Regions from separate parts of the Sus scrofa genome. Here region 1 is linked to region 2. A link is a contact called in public Hi-C data. All regions are on one chromosome and are shown on one strand. Each heading gives the region's core, a stretch centred on a gene start, on an enhancer-like site or on the middle of the called end of the contact. The rest is flanking DNA. Distances are from core to core; before and after follow the strand shown. Region 1 holds the start of CHMP7 (charged multivesicular body protein 7). Region 2 overlaps LOC100737977 (tumor necrosis factor receptor superfamily member 10B-like).

The links. A called contact is a pair of places that touch in the nucleus more often than the background predicts.
Region 1: a contact with region 2 is called in a Hi-C map of epiblast stem cells, with 2.1 times the contacts expected there. The contact joins the promoter of CHMP7 here to the enhancer-like site in region 2. A contact is called at or near these places in 1 of 5 promoter capture datasets (liver), 12 of 47 Hi-C or Micro-C datasets (alveolar macrophages, blood, embryonic fibroblasts and 8 more) and 2 of 2 datasets of contacts at active chromatin or transcription factors (alveolar macrophages and skeletal muscle).

Annotation. Positions count from the first base shown.
Region 1 is chr14:7,388,009-7,392,191 of Sscrofa11.1, reverse strand. CHMP7 (charged multivesicular body protein 7) reads right to left here and starts at 2,126. Exons shown (of 10, transcript XM_021074113.1): 1 at 1,647-2,126. The coding sequence starts at 1,945.
Region 2 is chr14:7,343,449-7,347,498 of Sscrofa11.1, reverse strand. LOC100737977 (tumor necrosis factor receptor superfamily member 10B-like) reads left to right here. Exons shown (of 10, transcript XM_021073208.1): 10 at 547-2,711. The coding sequence ends at 860. Among named protein-coding and RNA genes, the nearest start is that of CHMP7, 45 kb to the left of the region's middle. Within about 2 kb of position 1,403, at least 1 of the 83 cell types and tissues checked has an H3K27ac peak or open chromatin away from gene starts, as enhancers often do.

The sequences.
Region 1 (4,183 bases), core at 877-3,376, 44 kb before region 2:
GGGATTGAGAAGATGACAGAGGTCAAAACTAAACTATAATTTGGCTCCAATATGCAAGCTTTCCGCTAAAACTACAAAGGCACAGGAGGTCATGGGGCCTGTGTTGAGACTTCCCTTTACAAATGGAGTTCCAAATGATAAAATGAAAACAGCAACAATGGATTAGTGTCAAGGACAAGACATAAGGAAGAATACAAAGATGTTCAGAGAAAGAGTTCTCTGCTATTCCTAAGCCAGGGTGGAGATAAGACATAAGCATTTCATGGTACTAGTAATACGTTGCTAAATGTACTGAATGCTCCCATGGGCTGGTTATTATGCTAAGGGCCACAGAAAGAGTATCTCTTCAAATATAATAAATTCAGAGATCCTGCTGTGGCTCAGCAGAAACGAATCTGACTAGTAACCATCATGAGGATGCAGGTTCGATCCCTGGCCTTGCTCAGTGGGTTAAGGATCTGGCATTGCTGTGAGCGGTGGTGTAGGTTGCAGACACAGCTCGGATCCCGTGCTGCTGTGGCTCTGGTGTAGGGAACCCCTAGCCTGGGAACCTCCATATGCCGCGAGAGCGGCCCAAGAAATGGCAAAAAGACCAAAAAAAAAAAAAAAAAAAAAAAGCAGCCCAGACTGTTCTTGCTCCTCACCGACTTCTTCAGCTACTGTCTCTCCTGCGCCCCATCTCGGGCCTGGACTGAAACTTTGATGTCAGCCGAGGCAAGAGAGCTGGGGAAAAGGAGGAGAGACCTCTTGATCAGAAAGAGCAGCAAGCTAAAAGCAATGTATCAAAGTTGACTTTTGTCTTCAGCCAGGCTGCTCTGGGTATGACATATACAACGTGTGCATATGCTTTAGAATAGAAGACCCCGGGGTCCAGTTCCCCCATTCTTCTAACTAGCTATGCAACCCCAGGTAAGTCGCTTATCTCCTTAGGTTCAGTTTCCTCTTCTGTCTGCTGAGGACACCTGCCCACAGGACTGCAGAGGGGGTCAGATGAAATGGTGTGTGCAAAGTACCTGCACACTGTGAAGTGTTGTATGTGTATAAGATGTCCACGTTACCACCTGAGGTAGCTCCAAAACCCTGCACCTGTTGCACAGGTAGCACCTAAAGGGCACCAAGATACTCAGTAAAGCCCTCAACCTCCCTCATGTCTTCTGCTCCAAACCGCTTGTGCCAAGGATAAGCCAAGACAGGCCAGACACATGACCTCTGCTGGGAGGCTGCTAGCAAGATCCCTACAGGCCTCTTCCCCACAACTGTCTTCTTAGCTCTGCCTTTCCTTAGTTCAATAAATCCTGTCTCATGGACCATTTATGTTTCGAGGTAATCTGAATTCAGAAGTCCCTACGAAATAACTACATAATGGGATTCCAGTCCAGACAAATCACTGTCACCTCCGACAGGCTGGCTTCTACTCTAAACCCTCTGCATCTCCGTAATGAGGCTACCCTGGCCTCTCAATTTCCCTCCACCCTCCTCCCTCTCTCTCCCAACACCCCCTAACCTAGCCTCCTTCTTCGCCCACAGAGCAAACAGAGACTGCCCAGGGGGCCAGCTCCTGGGCTGGGCGGCGTGCGCTCGGGAGAACTGCCCGGGTCCCTGCCCGCGGGGAGCCGCCCCGCCCCCCGGCCCGGGCCCGCCCTCACCGCAGCAGGTCCTGCAGCACGGTGGCCAGCCCCAGCGGGACGCTGCCCTTGCGCTGAAAGGCCTCCTGCAAGTCCCGCAGACGCAGGCGCACCACCCCCTGGCGGCGGCTGTGGCTCAGCACCAACGGTGCCCAGAAGCCCATCTTGCTGTCCCAGTCGGTGCTGTTCACCTCGCGACTCCTTTTGAAGGCGGAGAACAGGAAAGACATGCGCTCCTCATCTTCCTCCCACTCGGGGGGCAGTAGGCCCGCCGAGTCTCCCCCGGCCGGGGCCTCGGCCTCCCGCTCCGGGGACCACATCGGAACCCCAGCCCCGCCAAGGCTCCGAACACAACCCTGGCCCTGGTCCCCTTCCGTCCTGGTTCCCTCCCGGCTTCCGTTCCTTGGCCACCTCCTCTTCTGTCATTACGTCACCGCCCCATGAAATAAGTCCGCGTGTCCTCACGGCGCACGCGTCTCCGCCCGGCCTGCGCCCGGAAGTAGGATGATGACCCTATTTTTCGAGAAACTCAGAGCGCTTGCGCCAACCCCTCCTCCCGCAGCCTTTGTGCGGTAAGGAGGACGTCGCGTGTGCGCAGCGGGTAAGTGCGCATCGTCGCACCCCGTCTGGAATCGGGAAGTTTGGCAAAGCATCGTAGAGGCAAACGACTGTCCGCCGAACTTGTGGTGGTTTCTGATAGGACTGTAGAGTCCCGCTAAGGGGCGCCAGAGGCACGAGCGTCAGCCACGCAGATCACCTTGTAGCGGCGTTCTTCAGACATTTAAACTTCCGAGTGAGCTCCCTTTTACGATAACGTCACGGATAAACAAAACTCTCGATCACTTAAGCTCTGTGAGAGTGTATACCCGGATTTTCAAGGATATATAAGCTTTCACTCCTCACCTTCTCTATCTTGGAGTGTCCCTTTGTTACCTTCTCAGAATCAATATACCCTTAAGATCGCGCTCAGTTCTTATTTTCCTTGAAACCGTCTCCAACTGTTCTGACTCATCGTTGATCTCTTTCACGATGAAAGAGTACAGCATGGGCTGAACAATACAGCATTTACTATTCCGGGTCCTGTTCCCTCGTTCCCTGAGAGCGGTGCAATGGCTTTAATATCTGTAATGCATGGTGGTGCTGGAGAACTATTTCATAAACTGAAAAGGGCATACCTTGACCCTTGCCCTTCTAATTATCTTAGAATTGTTAGATTCTCTCACACACAGACACAAAAATCTTAACGAGTAACAGACATATTCAGTGTGTTAAGAATAAACTGGTTTTCTTTTTAATTGAACCATCTAAAAGGTGAAAAGAGTTTCTTATTTAATGGAACCAGGTAACAGTCATCAGAGTGGAACATAAATTTGGCCTCTGTCGCTCACTGGCTGTATGACCTTGGGCCTCTTGTAAAGTAATATTTCCTAATAGGGTTGTTTGAGGGAAATGTTACAATGTATGTAAAATACTTGGCAAATGATGTAGTGGGTGTTATCACTGAGTGACAGGATGTTTAGTAGTTGGGACTTAGTGTAAGGAAGAATTTTAATAAGCATTTTAAAGGAGAGGAAGTGATATGATTGGTTACGTAAATGAATGTGTTGATACTGATGACTTGTGTTATTCCTCCAAGCACTTTCACAGACAATACCTCATTTAATACTCATAGCAATTGACAAAAATTCTTGACCACACTCTAGACAGGCTCCTCTAAGTCTTCTTAACTATACCTGTCAACCTTAGTCTATAAAGATGTGAACAAAAACTAACAGTTTCTAGCAGCTGAAGGCATATTTGTAAGGTGACCCTACCCCCCCTTAAAGTGCCTGCCTAAGAAAACTCAAGGTTATCAAAAAAAATTTACTATTTGTTCCAGCCAACACCTGAAGACAGAGCCCCTGTCTCCTAGCCTCTGTGAGAGGGGAGGAGTCTTACTTTGATAAGCCCTAGTTAGCAAACCCAAATGAGTTTTACAGGGATCAACCCTCCCTTCCTGCATTGTGTAATTTTTCACTGACTCTACTGAGACAGGCTTACCCTCTTCCCTATCCCCTTGTTCTCCCTTTAAAGAGCCCAGTCACCTCTGTACAAATAGAAGCTGAGTTCAGTTCACCCTGGACTCTTTTCCTTATTGCAGTAATATACTACTGATTAAAATCTGTTTGACGACTTTAGCCTCCGGCTTTGTAAACAAAAGACCAAATTTTGACACTTTCCTGTGCGATGAGTTTGGGTACTTCTTCCATTTTATAGATGAGAATGTTGAACCACAACTACGTTAAGTCTGGTGGAGAACATTCCAGAAAAGAAGAATAGTATGTAACTTGAGCAAATAAGCTGTACCCTGAGAAACACATTTCTTCATGCTGTCATGCCAATAAAATGGCTGGTTGATCTGTGTCATGAGAGAGACCAGGCTGTTTTCTGCCAGAGATCTCTGAGTCTGAGTCAGAATAGTCCAGATCCTAAGCATCTAAAGGAAAGCAAAGTTGGGCACTGGTGTCCACCTGCACCTGAAAGCGCTACTGGGTTCCTGACACCTCTGGGCGCAGACT
Region 2 (4,050 bases), core at 154-2,653:
ACGCTTGCCCTGCATCCCCAGTCCCGCGAGGCGGGCGGCCTCGGCTCCACCTCACATGTTAGCGTCTGTTTGTCCCCATCCAGCTCAGGGAGGCCGAGCTGAGTGTGAAGCCAGAGACCTTCCAAGCTCCAGGCCTTGCTGGGTCCCCAGTGCCGAGGTGGCAGCTGGGGCCCTGAGTCTCACGAGAGGGGCAGGTGCCACCCTGAGTCTCACGAGAGGGGCAGGTGGCCCCCTCTGCCTCCTGCCACTACTGCCTTCTCCCTCCATGACGTCCGTTTCCCCTCCCCGGTGGGCCCTTCTCCCTCACTTAGGACAGGATTCTCTGGTGACCTTGACTCCCTACGGTGTCCTGGGGACATAGGGGGCCCAGGCAGTGTGTGGCCCGATGTCTCTGTGGCTGGGAAGCAGGTCAGGGATGCAGAGCAGCAGCTGCCTCAGCAGGGGGAGCTCTTCAGGTCCCGCCCTGGGGTCCAGGCCTGCCCGAGGGTCCTCTGCCCTTTCTGAAGCTGGTCCCAACCTTCTCTCTGTGACTTTCCCCCAACCTAGGCTTGAGGCAGTTCTTTGATGACTTTTCCAACATCGTGCCTTGTGATTGCTGGGACAAACTCATGAGAAAGATGGACCTCACCCAAAATGACATCCTTCAGAGCAGAGATCGCGCTCGGAACACCGGGGATGCCTTGTATGAGATGCTGGAGACCTGGGTCCGCCGCAAAGGGCGGGAGGCCTCAGTCAACGACCTCCTCGATGCCTTGGAAGCACTGGGGCAAAGATACGCAAAGGAGAAAATTGAGGACACGCTGGTGGGCTCAAGAAAGTTCGTCTTCAAAGAAGGTGAAGCTGGTGCTGCTGTGTCCTGAGTGTTTGAGGACCTCATCTTCCAGTTCTGGACACGTTTTTTATCCAAATGGACTTGCTCTTTTTACTCTCATGTATTACAATAGAATCTATGTTTTGTTGGGGAGGGGGTGTAATCTGTAATACTGTTTGTTGTATGACTTTCTGCTATTTATTGTTTTTTGCGGTTTTTTTGCTGTCTTAGGACCGCACCTAAGGCCTGTGGAGGTTCCCAGGCTAGGGGTCGAATCGGAGCTGTAGCCGCTGGCCTACGCCAGAGCCACAGCCACTTGGGATCTGAGCTGCATCTGCGACCTACACCACAGCTCACGGCAGCGCCGGATCCTTAACCCACTGAGTGAGGCCGGGGGTCGAACCCGCAACCTCATGGATCCTAAGTCAGGTTCATTAACCACTGAGCCACAAAGGGAACTCCTGCTTCTATGTTTTTTATATGTATTTATAGTAGCCTAGAAAAGATTCTGTGAAATAACACTGGGTTGTTTACATGGGTTGCCTTTTTGAGAGGTGCGAAGCCACAATGATTGGGTGTCACAAGTAATGGCAGAAGAGAGCCCAGCACCGCTGTGGGGAGCACTGGAGGAATCCACTCTCCTTCAAAGGCAGTCTCGCACTCTTGGATACCTGGTGACCTCTGTGGTGCCCACTCTTTTATACCTGAAAATCTCATAGGTGTGTGACTATTTCTTTTATTTACCGGTGGGCGTTTACAAGTCAGCAGAGCGTGACGAGACGTGGCATCCCTGCACAGCCCTGTGTCTGGTGTCTGTGAGCTGGGCTGTCAGGCGTGGGCCTCCGCCGGTTCTTCGTTGGACCTCGGTGCTGAGGGTGGGATGCAGGTTGGGTGCAGATGTTAAGTGACATGGGCGTCTTGCGTCTGATCTTGTTAGTGAAGCTTCGGCTCCCTCTGGGTTCCCGGGAGGGAGGGGAGGGATCTGGTCCCAGTGTCTGCCGTGGTCTCAGGGAGGAAGTGCAGTTGGTGGTGGTGGACTGTGTTCAGTGTGGGCTGACTCGGCACTAGATGGGCACTCGCGGTCCGGGTGCTCTGATCTGAGCCTCAGAACTGCCTTTTGCGGTCTGAGTTGGCTACTCGGGCATCTCAACCTCTTCGTAAGCTTTGGCCTCCTGCAGAAACAGACTCACACAGACATGCCAATTCCTAAACACTGTAGGCATTGGCCTAAAATGGCTGATGTGTTGGGGTTCTGTCCTTTCATTCCTTTTTTTTGTTTGTTTGTTTGTTTTAAAGCCTTCCATTAAAACCCTTCTTTGTAGGCGTCCAGTTACTGCAGGATGATCTTATGGAGGAAGGGCCACTCAGGAGTTGTGGTCTTTTCCGTCTCAAGACTCTGTGTGTTGCCTTCCCCAAAGCTGATGTGGCCAAAGATGGAATTGCCTGACATTTAGGCACGTTCAGGGTATGGTGTCGGGAGTCAACTGGAGTGTTTTGGAAGGGCTGCCCCCCATGGTCCTGCTGTTATAAGCAAGCCCTCTGGCCCCTTCTTTCCGGATATCTGGCCCTTCTCTCAGAGGATTTCTGTGAGTGCCCTTCTAAAGTATTAGTCTTATCAGTGTTTGTCATATCCCTTCACATATTTATTGTGTCTTTTACCAGTGAAAACCTTCTAGAGATATGAAGTTGTTTCCTTTATTGCTTCGTGTCAGTGCACGGGAAGTTTTATTTAAAAGTTTTATTTAAAGGTTGGGTTCTGTGCATGTTTCCTCTCCATGGGAAGATCCCTTTTAAGAATTTCTTGGAAACCTTAGACAATGAAAGAAAAGCCACTGGGCACAAAATACCATGTCCTTATGAATTTGTGACCAAATTAAACATGCAATTCTGTATTTAAAAAGGTGTGTGTGTCTTTCTTGGCCATCTTCCCGTCCTCTGGAGCAGCTCGGAGTGACAAGGGTGCAGGGCATGTGTTCTTGCCGTGACCTGCTCCTTCCTTCTTTATGCCTCGGGCTCGGCCCGCAGGGGTTTCTTCTGCTCTGACTCTGGATTTCCCCCTGGAATCCGGCCCCTGCTCCCTCCCTCCCTCCCCTCCCTGCCCTTCCCCTGGCAGAGAGACCTGCGCCTGGCCCGGCCCCCCACAGCCCCCCCCCCCGGTGCTGTCTCTAGGTCACACCTGGGCCTGCAGGGCTCTCGCGAGATGCGCACTGGCTCTGACAGAGCCCTTGGGATGAGGTGGGTCCCTGAGGAGGGGGGCCCTGCTGGCTGGGGTCACTCTGTGACCCTCTCACCTGTGGGCCTCCTGGAACTCCAGGGCCACCTTCCCCTTCCCTCTCTGCTGGCCCCTCTGCCCCCTCATCAGTGGGCCAGGTGGCTCTGCACTGCAACCTCATAGAGACCCAGGTCCCCTCCCCTGGACTGTGGGCTCTGGCTCTCCCACCCACCTGGAGTCTCTGTGGTCCCACGCCTGTTCCCTTGCCCGGAGCAAAGGTGCTGGGTGCAGAGCGGCACACCCTCTTGGGACCCCGCCTGCTCCTGGGCCTGACCGAGAGTCATCACATATTACATCAGGATTAGGAAGAAAGAGGTTTTAGGTCACAAATCAGGAGCAAGAGGTGACGTTACAGTCAAAATTAATTTCATTTCATTTCATTTTATTTTTTGCCTCGTAGGGCCGCACCTGAGGCACTTGGAAGTTCCCAGGCGAGGGGTCGAATCAGAGCCACAGCTGCCAGCCTACACCACAGCCACAGCAACACAGATCCAGGCCACGTCTGTGACCTACACCACAGCTCATGACAATGCCGAATCCTCAACCTGCTGAGCAAGGCTAGAGATCCAACCACAACCTCATGGTTCCTAGTCAGATTCGTTTCTGCTGCGCCACGATGGGAACTCCCCAAATCAATTCTTAAAAAGAACTGTTTCCTGTATGAGGCCCCTGTGTCAAATCAACCGAATGGTCCTTGCACTGGGCCGTCTGACGGGGCCTCCATCTGTTTCTGTGTCTGTCAAGATTTTAGTGGTGACTCAGGGTTGGGGAGGTGAGGGTGTTAGGGCAGGAGGGAGAGTCAGGGGCAGGATCAGCGGTCAGTAGGCTGTATTTCAGTCCACTTGTGATGAGTCTGAGCAGATTTACAGGGTACGTTAGAGCTTGTACTTACTAGCAGAAGTTACTCTGAAACGTAGTGCTTTACAGCCACAGCCTTTATGACCTCACCATTTCTATGGATCAGCAA